Regions from separate parts of the Mus musculus genome. Here region 1 is linked to region 2. Evidence: chromatin contacts called from public HiChIP or PLAC-seq data. All regions are on one chromosome and are shown on one strand. The core of a region is the stretch at or near the end of the contact, and the rest is flanking DNA. Distances in the headings are between cores, read along the strand shown. Region 1 has its middle 4.2 kb from the start of Gm39256. Region 2 overlaps Gm39256 (a long non-coding RNA gene).

The links. HiChIP or PLAC-seq counts read pairs in DNA pulled down with a chosen protein or histone mark.
Region 1: an H3K27ac HiChIP or PLAC-seq map of microglia shows a contact between it and region 2, with 6 times the contacts expected there. The contact joins two enhancer-like sites. A contact is called at or near these places in 7 of 39 promoter capture datasets (the 3T3-L1 cell line, the HPC-7 cell line, embryonic stem cells and 3 more), 2 of 484 Hi-C or Micro-C datasets (liver and nephron progenitors) and 2 of 115 datasets of contacts at active chromatin or transcription factors (embryonic stem cells and microglia).

What each region holds. Positions count from the first base shown.
Region 1 is chr8:115,645,923-115,652,188 of GRCm38.p6, reverse strand. No RefSeq gene overlaps it. Among named protein-coding and RNA genes, the nearest start is that of Gm39256, 4.2 kb to the right of the region's middle. Within about 2 kb of position 1,773, at least 22 of the 459 cell types and tissues checked have an H3K27ac peak or open chromatin away from gene starts, as enhancers often do. A contact at or near this core is called in microglia, where this site is marked.
Region 2 is chr8:115,580,369-115,585,896 of GRCm38.p6, reverse strand. Gm39256 (a long non-coding RNA gene) reads left to right here. Exons shown (of 2, transcript XR_879215.3): 2 at 1-5,528. Among named protein-coding and RNA genes, the nearest start is that of Gm39256, 62 kb to the left of the region's middle. Within about 2 kb of position 3,771, at least 14 of the 459 cell types and tissues checked have an H3K27ac peak or open chromatin away from gene starts, as enhancers often do. A contact at or near this core is called in microglia, where this site is marked.

The DNA.
Region 1 (6,266 bases), core at 524-3,023, 68 kb before region 2:
GGATTCATGCATGGAATGAAATAGGTTTTGATAATTCTCCTTTACTACTGATGTTGATTTCTTTCCATTGAAAAACAAAATGGTGGAGCACCACTGAGGGAAATACAGTTTGAAATTACTCCAAATCCCTTAATGTCTGAGTACAGACCCTCTGATGTGACTGTCTTTTGTGGTAGAACATTTTAGATCTGTGCTGCTGAATGCAGAAGCTGCCCGATCTCTGAAGGTTCCGCCCTTGAAATGAAGCTAGTGTAGTAGGAATGAAATGCTGATCTGAGTATTGTTTTAATAGATTTAAATTTTAATACCCTTGCTTGTTAATTCCAACTAGATTGAGCACAACCACTCTAAACAGTTTCTTTCAGGATTTATTGGTGTGTGTGTGTGTGTGTGTGTGTGTGTGTGTGTGTGTGTGTGTGTGTACGTGAGTGTAGTGCCTAAAGGCATCAGATCCCTTGGAAGTAGAATTACAGGTGTTTGTAAGATGTCTGATATAGGCACTGGGGTCTGAACTCATGACCAAGCAGTAAGAACTTGACTGCTGAGCCATCTCTCAGACTCTATACAGTACTTATTTATCTACATGCCCTGTTCTTTTTTAGTCTAGTGTTTTGTTTTGTTTTGTTTTGTTTTGTTTTGTTTTGTTTTGAGTATTGGGGGTTAAACATAAAAACCTTATATGTGTTAAGCAATGGCTTTACCTTTGGCCTGTATTTCTAGCCCTCATGTCTATTTCTTAAGAGTTAACATAAACTTTGTGTATCTTATAGTCTGAGATTCTATGGTCACTATCTTGACTATCTTAATACAGGGGAAAACGGAACCTGGAAGTTGTTCGTCCATAAATCTCACATTGCAATATGACTAAAGTAGAACATTGCATAGTATAATCCAGATGATGGCTAGTCAGGCTGTGGAAAGTTCCTGAGTGTCTGTCTTTCTCTTCTGGCCTTTAGGATACTATAAAAAGGTGGATGAAGGAAGCTTTGAGCAGATCAGGATATTTATCTTGAGGACATCTATACATTGGTCCTAGCATCATTTGGTCCTAGCCTTAAGCATGTATATAAGGTGTTTAAATCCTTTTGTGACAATATCATTTCCCTCCTCAACAGGAGATAAACCAGACTCAGGAAGGTGGCCCAAGAAGGCTACATGACTTGCATGTTCTGGAACTAGAGCTACACCTTAGTACTTGATGTCTCCAAATGCTACCCTTCCTTCACCTTGCCTGCCTGCCTCTAGGATGCTGGGGGCATAATATCATCAGATGCAGGTGGACCTGGGCAGGAGCAAACTCTGTCTTTCATCTTTTCAAATGCCCAAGAATAGTCTGTTATGTTACTAAGACTCATGATATCAGCCTCTGAAAAACTGTCTAGCAAAATACAAAATGTGCATGATTCTACACTTTAAAAATCCTGAACAATTTCACTGAGTTTTATTGTCTCTGAGCTGAGAAAGCAATGGGGTGGGAAACACAGCACATAGTCACATACAGAATCCAGCTATGGGACTCAGTGACAGTTTCTTTCCTGTCACAGGGCAGGATTGACTGGCTCAGAACATACAGGCCACCTAGAGACTTCCCTGTTAGAAATCAGCCTCCATGAAAGTCTTTTGTTCAAGTCTATCTTGATGCACTTACTGTGGTCCCCAAAGACTGACCAAGGCCACCCAAAGGGGAAGGAAGCTCACCCCTCCCAGCCCAGGAAGCCCAGTTTGCCGCCAGAGCACAGGCCCCAGAAAGTCTGAGCTTGCAAGATCCTTCAGGCCGGGACAGCTTTGCTAAGGTCATCAGATCTGCTTCTATATGTGAGCACAGTTGGGGTTGGAGGGGAAGGAAGAGCAGTTCCCCCTTCTCTGGATGCTTCCCTTTGTTATCCAGGGCCTTGAGAGGCCTGTGTGGGTGGGGAGGCATGACTTGGAATCCCACTTCTGGCCTGGTGCCTGGGTCCCCCAACAACAGATTGGCTTCAGAGTCACCAGGCTGGAAGCTGGCCTTGACCCTATCTATTCCCACCAGCACTCGCTCACCATGCAGCCAGTTCCAAAAATAGAATGCACTAGGGGGCCTTAGGGGCACCAGGCCCATGTACAGTATTGGCCTTCAGGCTCCAGAGTCACCTTCCTGTTCCCATTTATTTTTCCTCATTCTTTTCCTGCTGTCGTTTGCTAGTCCCTCTTCAGGGCTATCTCGATGCAGATACCCAGAGTCCAGTGTCCCATATTCCTGGTCATTTTCCATGTTCATTCCTGCTGGAGGAGATTGCCACCGATGACTGTAGTGCTTGGAGACAGGAGGAGTAGGAAGAATCATCCCAGCTTTTTACTCCTCAAATCATCTCCTGCCAGTGGGAAACTGAGCAAATGCCAGGACCCAGACCTCTTCTTTAACCCTTTCAAATCCTGGCACCTCAGCTGACATCCTGGATGCTGGTAAAAAATAAATGGTCTGGATCAGGAACAAGCTATTCGCCAGCTGCGTGATCTCATACACATCACCTCCATGCCTCAGTTTCTTTCTCTTTCAAAGAAGAGCAACTCCCATGTTCCCCTCTGGTCTGTGTTCTCCTGTGTGTACAGTGAGTCTGGGACATGGCAGACTCCTTTATCAGCCCTCAGTATCATCTCTCTACTCTATAAGGATCAAGGTGCAGGCATACACACTAGTTTTAGGCATGGGTATGGATTCTCCAAGCTTGGGAGAGAGTTCTTGAGAAATGAGAAATAACCATTCAAGTTATGGCAGTTTGCCCCAGGTCTGGAGTGTATCAGGGTTGTGGTGTCTGCAAGCTGCTGAAAGAAGTGAGCAGTTACCCCCGCAGTGATAAGAAAATAAAAGGGGTAGCAATGGTGAGGGTGACCATGATAATGGTGGCTGTAGTGGTTGTTTAGCAACAGTGGTAATGGTGTTATAGATGATACCAATAATAGGGCCAACAAGTGCAACACTATTGGTGGTAATACAGTACTTATGGTGATAGTTGCAATGAAGGTAGCCACAGGAGTACCAGCAGTACTAATACTAGAGAGCAGTGAATTTGCTTAACCCTTTCATGGACAGTTTGGATCCTTTTCCATCTCATTTGCTCTTCACAAGCTCATGCCTCCACCTCAGTGGTACCCAAATGAAGCAGACATTCTCTCTGCAAGCTCATGGTGGACATATGTGTGTGGGAAAGGTAAGCAGGGTTTGATACCAGTTGGAGAAAGGAGAACCTAAGCATCCAGCCAAGCTTCTCAGGAGCTGGCTGGTGAGTCTTTGGTGTCTAGGATGGCCTCGGTTTCAGAATAGTAATGGCGCCTCCACGCTGGGTGACTAAGAGATTGCTGTCAGGGTGGTGAGGTTCTCACAAGCTTTGGGTAGCCAGGGAAGCCAGAGTAAAGAGTGTCTAGGGCAGCAGAGTGATGGCACGATGACGACACACACATCCTGCTCTGTAATCTTAGGAGTAAGATGGTGGGCAGATTCTACTCAGTGCCTCTGCACTGATTACTGGGACCAAATACCTCATACAAGTAACTTAAAGGAGAAAAGGCTTAGTTTTAATTCATGGTTGGTGGAATACAGTCCACTATAATGGGGAAGGTGTGGCATCAGGAGCAGCCCACAACCTTTGCAGCAGTGGCAGGATATAGCTGGTCACATAATTGCAGCTGGTCAAGAAGTGGACAGTTTGACATGAAATGAAGTCTGGACTGGGCTGTAACCTTCCAAGGCCCAACTTCAGTGACTCTTCTCTACCAGCTATTTCTCCTGCCTTCCAAAATATCCATGACTTCCCCAAACAGCACCACCAGCTGAGGACCAAGTGTTTAAACATGCAAGTCTGGGTTGAAGACACCTTTCCCATTCTGGTCACAACAGGCTCCCTTCATCACCTACAGTTTGGTTGTCCCACCTTGTCTCCTGTCAGCCTTTTTGTGGTGGCCTGATGCTGTGAGAGCTTCCTGGAGGTCCCTTGCCATTCCTTCTGGGCATGCAGGGTTTCAGGTCCCACCTGTAGCCTCTTGTGATGAGAGTTCTCTCAGCATTAAGGGCCAGCGCATTCTCATCTCATCCTGTGTGCTTTTAAAGAACGGGAAATGATGGGTCACTGGTTAAGGGCTTGCTAGGTAAACATGAAAGCTGGGGTTCAGATCCTTAGAACCCCAGTAAATAATGCTGACCACCTGTATTAGCAACCTTGGGAGGCAGAGATGGAGAATCTTCAGAACAGCCTAGCTGACAAGACTAGCTATATTGATGAGCTCTGGCATTGATTAAAATAGCCTGCCTTGTTGAATATTGAGAGAGGTTTATTCCTGACATTGACATTGGACCTCCATGTACATGCAGATTCATACCCACACACATTCGAGCATACACACACACACACACACACACACACATACACACACACACACACATACACACACGAAAAAGCATTTTATACAATAAGTAAATAATATCGTCTACCTTATAGTGACAAGGACAAGAGAGAAACTTAAAGCCATTCATAGTAAGAGCCTTTCTTCCCTAAGTGAACATTACTAAGATCGGTTTTCCAAGTGCTGGAGAGATTCCCCCACCCCCACGATTGGGATCACGTGGTATGCATAGGTGCAACAATTGTATTTACCCCCCAAAGGATTAAATTGTGTTTAGTTAGCTAGGGCTAAAATGCAGTCAAACAGTGGAGAATCGCTGGGTTCTGCTTCATGAATGAAGCAACTTAGTCAGCAGGTTGTCACTGCTGCTGAGATTGTCTCCATGTTTTCTGTCACAACCATCTCTCTACCAGACCTCTTTACACCCGAATCTGAGCCTCTGGTGACTTCAGTGTGAGTTCTAATGTGTACAATTATTTCCAACAATGTAATTTAAAAATGCAACACATGAAGTAAATGGCTTTCCATAAACACTGCATCATTTTTTCTTACGACAAACTCTACTGAAAGCACTCACTTTCAATGTGTTAAGCTTATCCAAATTACTCACTTCACACAAGTTTGATAGTCAAGTGAAGTGGCATTTTATACATTAATTTACTACTGAACACAATGGACATATTTTTATCTGTGGTTATTTTCATTCTATCTTCTAGGCCAGGGGACTAAAAGACTATCCCTTCTATTATAGTCTCTTTTTCCCCTTCAGTATGTAAAACCACACGATTGTTGATGATTTCCCACAGCTCTTTGTATAGAGTGAATTTTCCCGGTATTCCAGTCAGAGCAAAATATCCTCAATATTCATCTCTTGCCTTTGATTCTACTTATATTTTAACATGTGTACTATTTAGTTTGTTAATGAAGTCTTTTTGAGTGGAAGGATTTTCTTGGTGTGCTCAGTCTGTGCTTAGATGGGTACATATGTTAATTTTTCACCCATGCTTTCTCCATTTAAATTATCTTTTAAATTACACCTCTTCAAAGTTAGTGTGGAGAGGTATGCCAAGAAGAGAATATGGCGTTAGAGAACATCTTTCAGAATTTGGATCTCTCCCTCTACCATGTGAGTCCTGGACTCAAAAACTTATCAGGCTTGGTGGCAAGTTTTCATACCTACAAAGCCATCTCACCAGCCCTTAATTGTGTTTATATCTGACTTTTAAATCTTCAATACAATTACAATTTACTTTATTATATAGCATGAGAAGCTAGATTTATCTTTATAATAAATAACCATTTTTCTAAGAAGCCTGCCTTTTTCCTGTGGTTTTGATATTTATTCTGCCCTAGTTTTACTTATGCACATGGACACTCATGCATGCCCGTGAGCACAAACACACACACACATGCACACACACACACATACACACACACATGCACACATACACACACATGCACACACACAGACGCACACACACACATACACACACACACATGCACACATACACACACATGCACACACACAGACACACACACATACACACACATGCACACACAGACACACATACACACACATGCACACACACACAGCTGTTTTAAGCACATATCAGCTCACTGATGTATGTACTTGTTGACCCTTGTAGTAGGACAAAACTTTCTAACTGCAGTTTTATGAACCAGTTTTGAATCTGTTAAAGCAACTGTCCTCCTAACTTTTGCTTTGCCAGTTAAGAGGAAGGTGGTAAGGGTGTAGGCCCGTTGGTAGAGTGCTTACCCAGCATGCATGAAGCCCTGGGTTCAATGCCCAGTCCCACATAAACAGGATGTGGTAGTGCTTGTCTGCAATTCTGGAGTCAGGAAATTAGGAGTTCAAGGTCATCCTTGATTAC
Region 2 (5,528 bases), core at 2,522-5,021:
CTACTTCCTCAGAATCAGTGTTCTGGTCTCCCCCGCTCACATGACCTCCTGGAAAACCCTTTACCTTCTACAAGCAAACACATCCTGGAAGAATGCCAGTGTGGGTCTTGTGAGGGACTAGGGTTCTCCGTAAGTATCCTGACAGGGTCTGTTCCTGGGGAGGGAAAGGAAATAGGCACACTTCATATCTGCAACCCATGGTGACACATGTCTATCCTGTCAACGCATGCTCTAAGAGTTGAGGCATCTTGTATCTGTGTGAGAGCAGTAACGGGGGCCTGTGCTCTTTGTGGATCTAAAGGAAACTCCATAGGTAAATGTGCTCCCCGAGCAGAGAGTGTATCTTAAACCCTGTAACCTGCTGCACCTGCATAAAGTTCGGTGAAGTAAGCAGGCAGGAAAAAAAACTTCATGTGCAGAGAGGTAAGCTTACTTACCCAAACGGCCACACAGCTCAGAGGTGGGAAAAGCCTTCCATAACGGATCGTTTCTCATCTCTGAGTTCGCAGTCGTTAGCATTAGGACCAGACTTTCCTTGTTTTCTAAAGAAACGTGGGGCCTTATGGTCTAGAAGGTTTCTGTTACTACTATCCAGCCATCATAGCACAGGAGCAACAGTTGTGAAGGAATAAACCAGGCTGCGTTCTGCTCGGCTTCGGAGCAAGCCTGGAGCACACCTTCATGAGGGTAGGACACACAAGTCTGCAAGCAGGGGGCCGTCTATGGATTGTCCAGAGCACTGTTGTCTTGCCACAAGATGGCTACAGAACATAGGCGCCTGTGACTGTTAGAGGCCATTGAGCTGAGTTCAGGAGCTGCCATTGGACGGCTCTCTTTCCCAGCATCAGCAGCAGCCCTGACCCAGAACAAAAGTCGGGGTGGTTTACAGTGCTCCAGGGAGCACTCACGTCTCTGGATTTTATTCCCTGTCATCTAGATTTTCTTGTCCTCAGACATCACCTTTCTCCCACCAACAAAAATTCAAACCTCCCTGTGCATGGCAGGGCCTTTCCATTATCTGTAACTTCCCAGAATGCTCTGCCTGCTCCTCAAGCCCCGCCCTTCCTCCCTCCACCCCGGCTTGCCCCAGGGAAACTGGGCCCCACAAGTTAAGGATATGTTTGCCTTGAGGCTGGAGCCCGCTGGGGCCACTCCAGACCTGTTTCTGGGATGGCAGGTGCAGCCACTAACTGACACCAAAATACATTCCTGAGGCGGGGCAGACAGGCCAAACAAGTGCAAGGCTCCCCCACCCCACCCCCCCAAGGACTAGGCTTCCTCCAGAGGACACATTTGCCTGGGAGGACACCCCAAGTGCTAATCCTCTCATCCAGGGCATCTAAGCATAGTCAGCATTTTAGCCAGGGGTTGGCCCGAGGCACAGGCCTTCCCCCAGTGGCTTTTGGCCAGCCCAGGGCACCAGTAAATCACACCACCCTGAGAGGTACTCTTGGATTCTGCAGCTGCTGAAGACTCCTCTGTGGGCGACATAAATCAGAAGATCACCCCATTTTACCTGCAGCTTCGTCCCCGACTCTGAGAAGATGACAGAAGCTGAATCCAGCTGGGCCTGGACAGCCATGGCCGTGGTCTCTTTGTCAACTTATTACCTGAGATTTATGCATGACGCAGCCGGGTCTGCTCAGTGACACATTCTAATTTAATTAAATTTCTGTTGGATTGATGTCTGATCAATCAATAATGTTAATGTTTTTGCAATTTGGAGATTAAATTATGCTCAAGACACGGCAACGCCCCAGCTACTGATTTCACAAGACTCCTTGGATGGAGGCTTGCTGGCCTGCATTCTGCCTTCCTCTCTTCCTTTCTCCTTTCCCTTTTCAAGCTGTTATTTTTAAGAGCCTAGCCCTGGGGGCACTCAGGATGGAAACACAGTTGGAAGCAGTAGTTTACAGGCCTGAGGTAACTGCAGCAGGAAGCCAGGTGGGGTGCGCCTTGCAGGGTCTCAATCCCTAGTTTCTGATGAGCCATCTCCAGCACCAGCAAAGCTGGTATTGATGGGCCTTGGAACCTCACTCTGATAACTAGTAACTAAATAATAACTAGTAACTAAAAGGTCAAAGAGAGTGATCGGTGGAATCACATGGGTTCCGATGGCATTTGCAAACTGTCTGCATTTAGGCACGGGATTTGATTGGCTGATGTCTCCCCGTTTCTTAATCCCCAAGATCCTGTGTTTCCCTGTCTGGGAGGGTATAGGTATAAATTGGTGTGCATATGTGGGCACATGCTTGTGGAAGCCAACTTCTGTTGCCAGTCCTTTTAGACACTGCCCATTTGTTTGTCCATTCCTTTGTGCGTTCATTTAGAGACATTCCATGCCCTGGTTCTTGCTGATATAGTGAGGCTGGCTGGCCAGCAAACCCCACAGATGAGCCTTTGTCTAAGTCTTGTCTCTACAGCCCTGGGATTATAAGCCTATACCACCCAGAATTGACTCATTCGTTCTTAAAAACGCAGAGCAAAGCAGCCAGCTTCCTGCTCCCTCGCAGCTTCTCTTCTGGAGAGCTTCATGGGTGGTGTGATGAACCAGACAAGGGAAGGCTTTAATAGAGGTATTTGGTGTAACTAAGAGCATTTCTTTATGAAAAGAAACTGAAGTCCGCAACAATGACCAGGAAGTAGCAAGGGACAGAAGGATTTGACAAGCAATCCTTGTAGGCCATTTTAATGTATTTATTTTCTCAGTCTTCAGGCCCCAAAGGATGGGTTTTTTTTCAAAGTTTGAAAGCAAAAGAACAACATACAAATATAAAGAGGTCTTTCTACATAAATTTTAGGGTAACACTTATCAGGGGGTTGAGGAAGGATGTATGGGGGTAACGACTGAATTAGGTCCATCTCAAGCTTGAAAAATCTAGGCTTTTCTAAAAATCCAAGTCAAGGACTAGTCTACTTCAGGATTCCATCCAGACCCTTGAGTAACAATTCCTTGGAATTCATCTTTTAGCAGTCTTAAGTCACTGAGCAGCCACATTAATTTTGACACAATTTTCCAACATGGCCTCCTAGAGCCGAGTTCATTCTGCAAGGCGAGAATTCTCTAGAGCTGAATGGGACTTGGGGGAAAATACTTTATTCTTTACCATCGTGTGAAATTCTGAGTTTTAAATCATTCTGTATTCGAGTTCATCAAGAACATTGTACCTGCAGAGACGTGTCAGCTGGAAAGTGAGCCTTACTGTTGTCAAGTTGACAGTGGGGTCTTCTATAGCAAGGGCTGGGGTGGGGGTGGGGAGTTGGGTATCAATATAAGGAAGTGTTGCTCTATTTGCCCTCACAGGTCTTGACACACTGGAGTGGGATGAAGCTAGTACTCTCACATGACACCCCATGGCCACATCTGCAGACTTCAGTCATTCTCTACAAGACTGTCCTTGTAGTGAACCCAGTTGCTAATCCCCTAATTGCATACAGGAGCCCCCAGTGCTGCTTCCATCCCAAAGTTAGTGCTTACGTGGTCTTTCCACGGTGAGCAGGATCCTTGCCAGCTCTGGGGTCTGTTTCTCATGGGAGAAGGTGGAAGCAGAGAGGGGCCAGAGGCCTTCTGCTTTCCGCGGTCATCTGGCCAAATTGCATCATCGCCTCCCAATCTCTTCCCTTTCCTCTCCCTCCAAACTTAGCTCAGAAAGCCCTTGTTAAAATTGTGTCCTTCACATGTTTTTTTTTTTTTTCTGCAAGCCTCAGCTCTTCTTAGGGTTTTGTCTCCCAACACCCTTCATACAGAAGCAATGTCAGTTTGCATTTGTGGGCTCATGCAGCCCAGAATGGCACAACTGCAGAAATGACTCAATTAGAGAGAGAGAGAGTCTTATGTGTCGCAAAGTTTGCAGTGGGCTCATCTGTGTCAAGGAAAAACATGTTAGGGCAGGTTTTTGTTTTTTTGTTTTTTTAAATCAATTATACATTTCAAGAGACTGCCTGGAACTGGAAAAATGGTTCTGCTCTTGCAGGAGACCCAAGTTTGCTTCGCAGCGCTCCAAGCAGACTTCTGGTCCCTGAGGGCACCTGTTTGTATGCAGTACACATTAGCTCACATAGGCACACAAACACACCCATTAAATAAATAAATAAATAAATAAATAAATAAATAAATAAATATTTAAAGCTCTTAAAGGAGTAGAAGCCTAAGTTTTTTAACTATATACGTATATTTTTAAAATTACAACCCAGACTCTACATGTGCCCCACCCACCCACCGCCCCATGCTCTTTACAGCAGATGCAGGCAGAGTTTGCCTTGACCCAGACTCCAGGCCCCATGTTTAGTCCCAGTTGGAACTTTGCAGAATGCTCAGTGGCAGTGTCCTCGATGCACACAACATAGGGAGTGACCTGGCCTGGTAGACAGGCCTGATGTGGTCTATAGTACAGTACAGTACAGTACAGTACAGTACAGTACTGTGCTGTCCCTGATGTGAGCACAGAATTTTCAAATCCAATTTTTAGTGGATGCTAACAGAATGCCTTCATATTCAACCAGAAGGGAGCCTTTGGGGATATCAAGTTGGTGTGATATCACATGACCAGCAAGAATGATCTTAGGAAAACTGAAAATCAGATTGGATGGTTCCTTATTGCTAGTTCAAGACCACCCAGTGCTGTTGTCCCTTGCTACACTGTGAGCCCAAGGCTCCCGAAATCTCTATAGAACCATGTGATCCAACTCCTGCTTTCTCTCCAAGCCTGCTGTAGCCTCTCTGTCTTGCCCCATGTGCCCCTCCCTCTGCAGACTTAAACAAGTCTCTGTTCCTTAAACAAGCTGAGCCCATCCCTATCTCAGGCTTTTGTAAGCTGGGGATGGATTTCTCCCTCAGGTTTCTGGGGCTGCTTTCCTCACTGCACAGCTTGTACCCATGGGCTTACACATGCATTCCCTAAACGAGAGCTTTTCCTTAAAACATCCCCTCTATCACTATGTTCCAAGACCCCATGTGTCTTCATGACTGTAAGCAATGCTCAGATCCTGACTTCAATTTTACCCGTCTCTCCTATTGAATAGAAAATTTTAAGAGAGGCCCATGATCATTCTGTCCAGCTCACATCGGCATCACCAACAGGCAGAGGGACAAACATTTCTAGATCAAGTGGGCGTGGTCAACAGGGGACAAGCTAGCATGGCTGAAACAGGGGACATTGGCCTTGCACTGCTCTCTATGCACACCTGTGTTACACATGCATGTGTGCACATTCCTGTCAAAAAGAATGCTTGCCCAGGAACTCATCTGTTAGATCAGGAAGACATTGTTAGCTGGGTTGGGAAGTTTTTGTTTTAAACTCAGATCAGTGAGGAGAACTTCTAAACCCACAGCATAGAAATTCACATTTAAGGCATAGGTAGATTGATGCCAGTGTTCAAATATTCCCCATAATCTGTTCACTCGGGCAAGCTACTCACCTTGCTGAGCTGTGCCTCCGTTTTTCAATGAATGGAAAAAGAAATCTCCCTTGTAGTATCTCCCTTGTAGGATTCTTTTTTTTTTTAAATCAATAGAAAATCTTTATTAT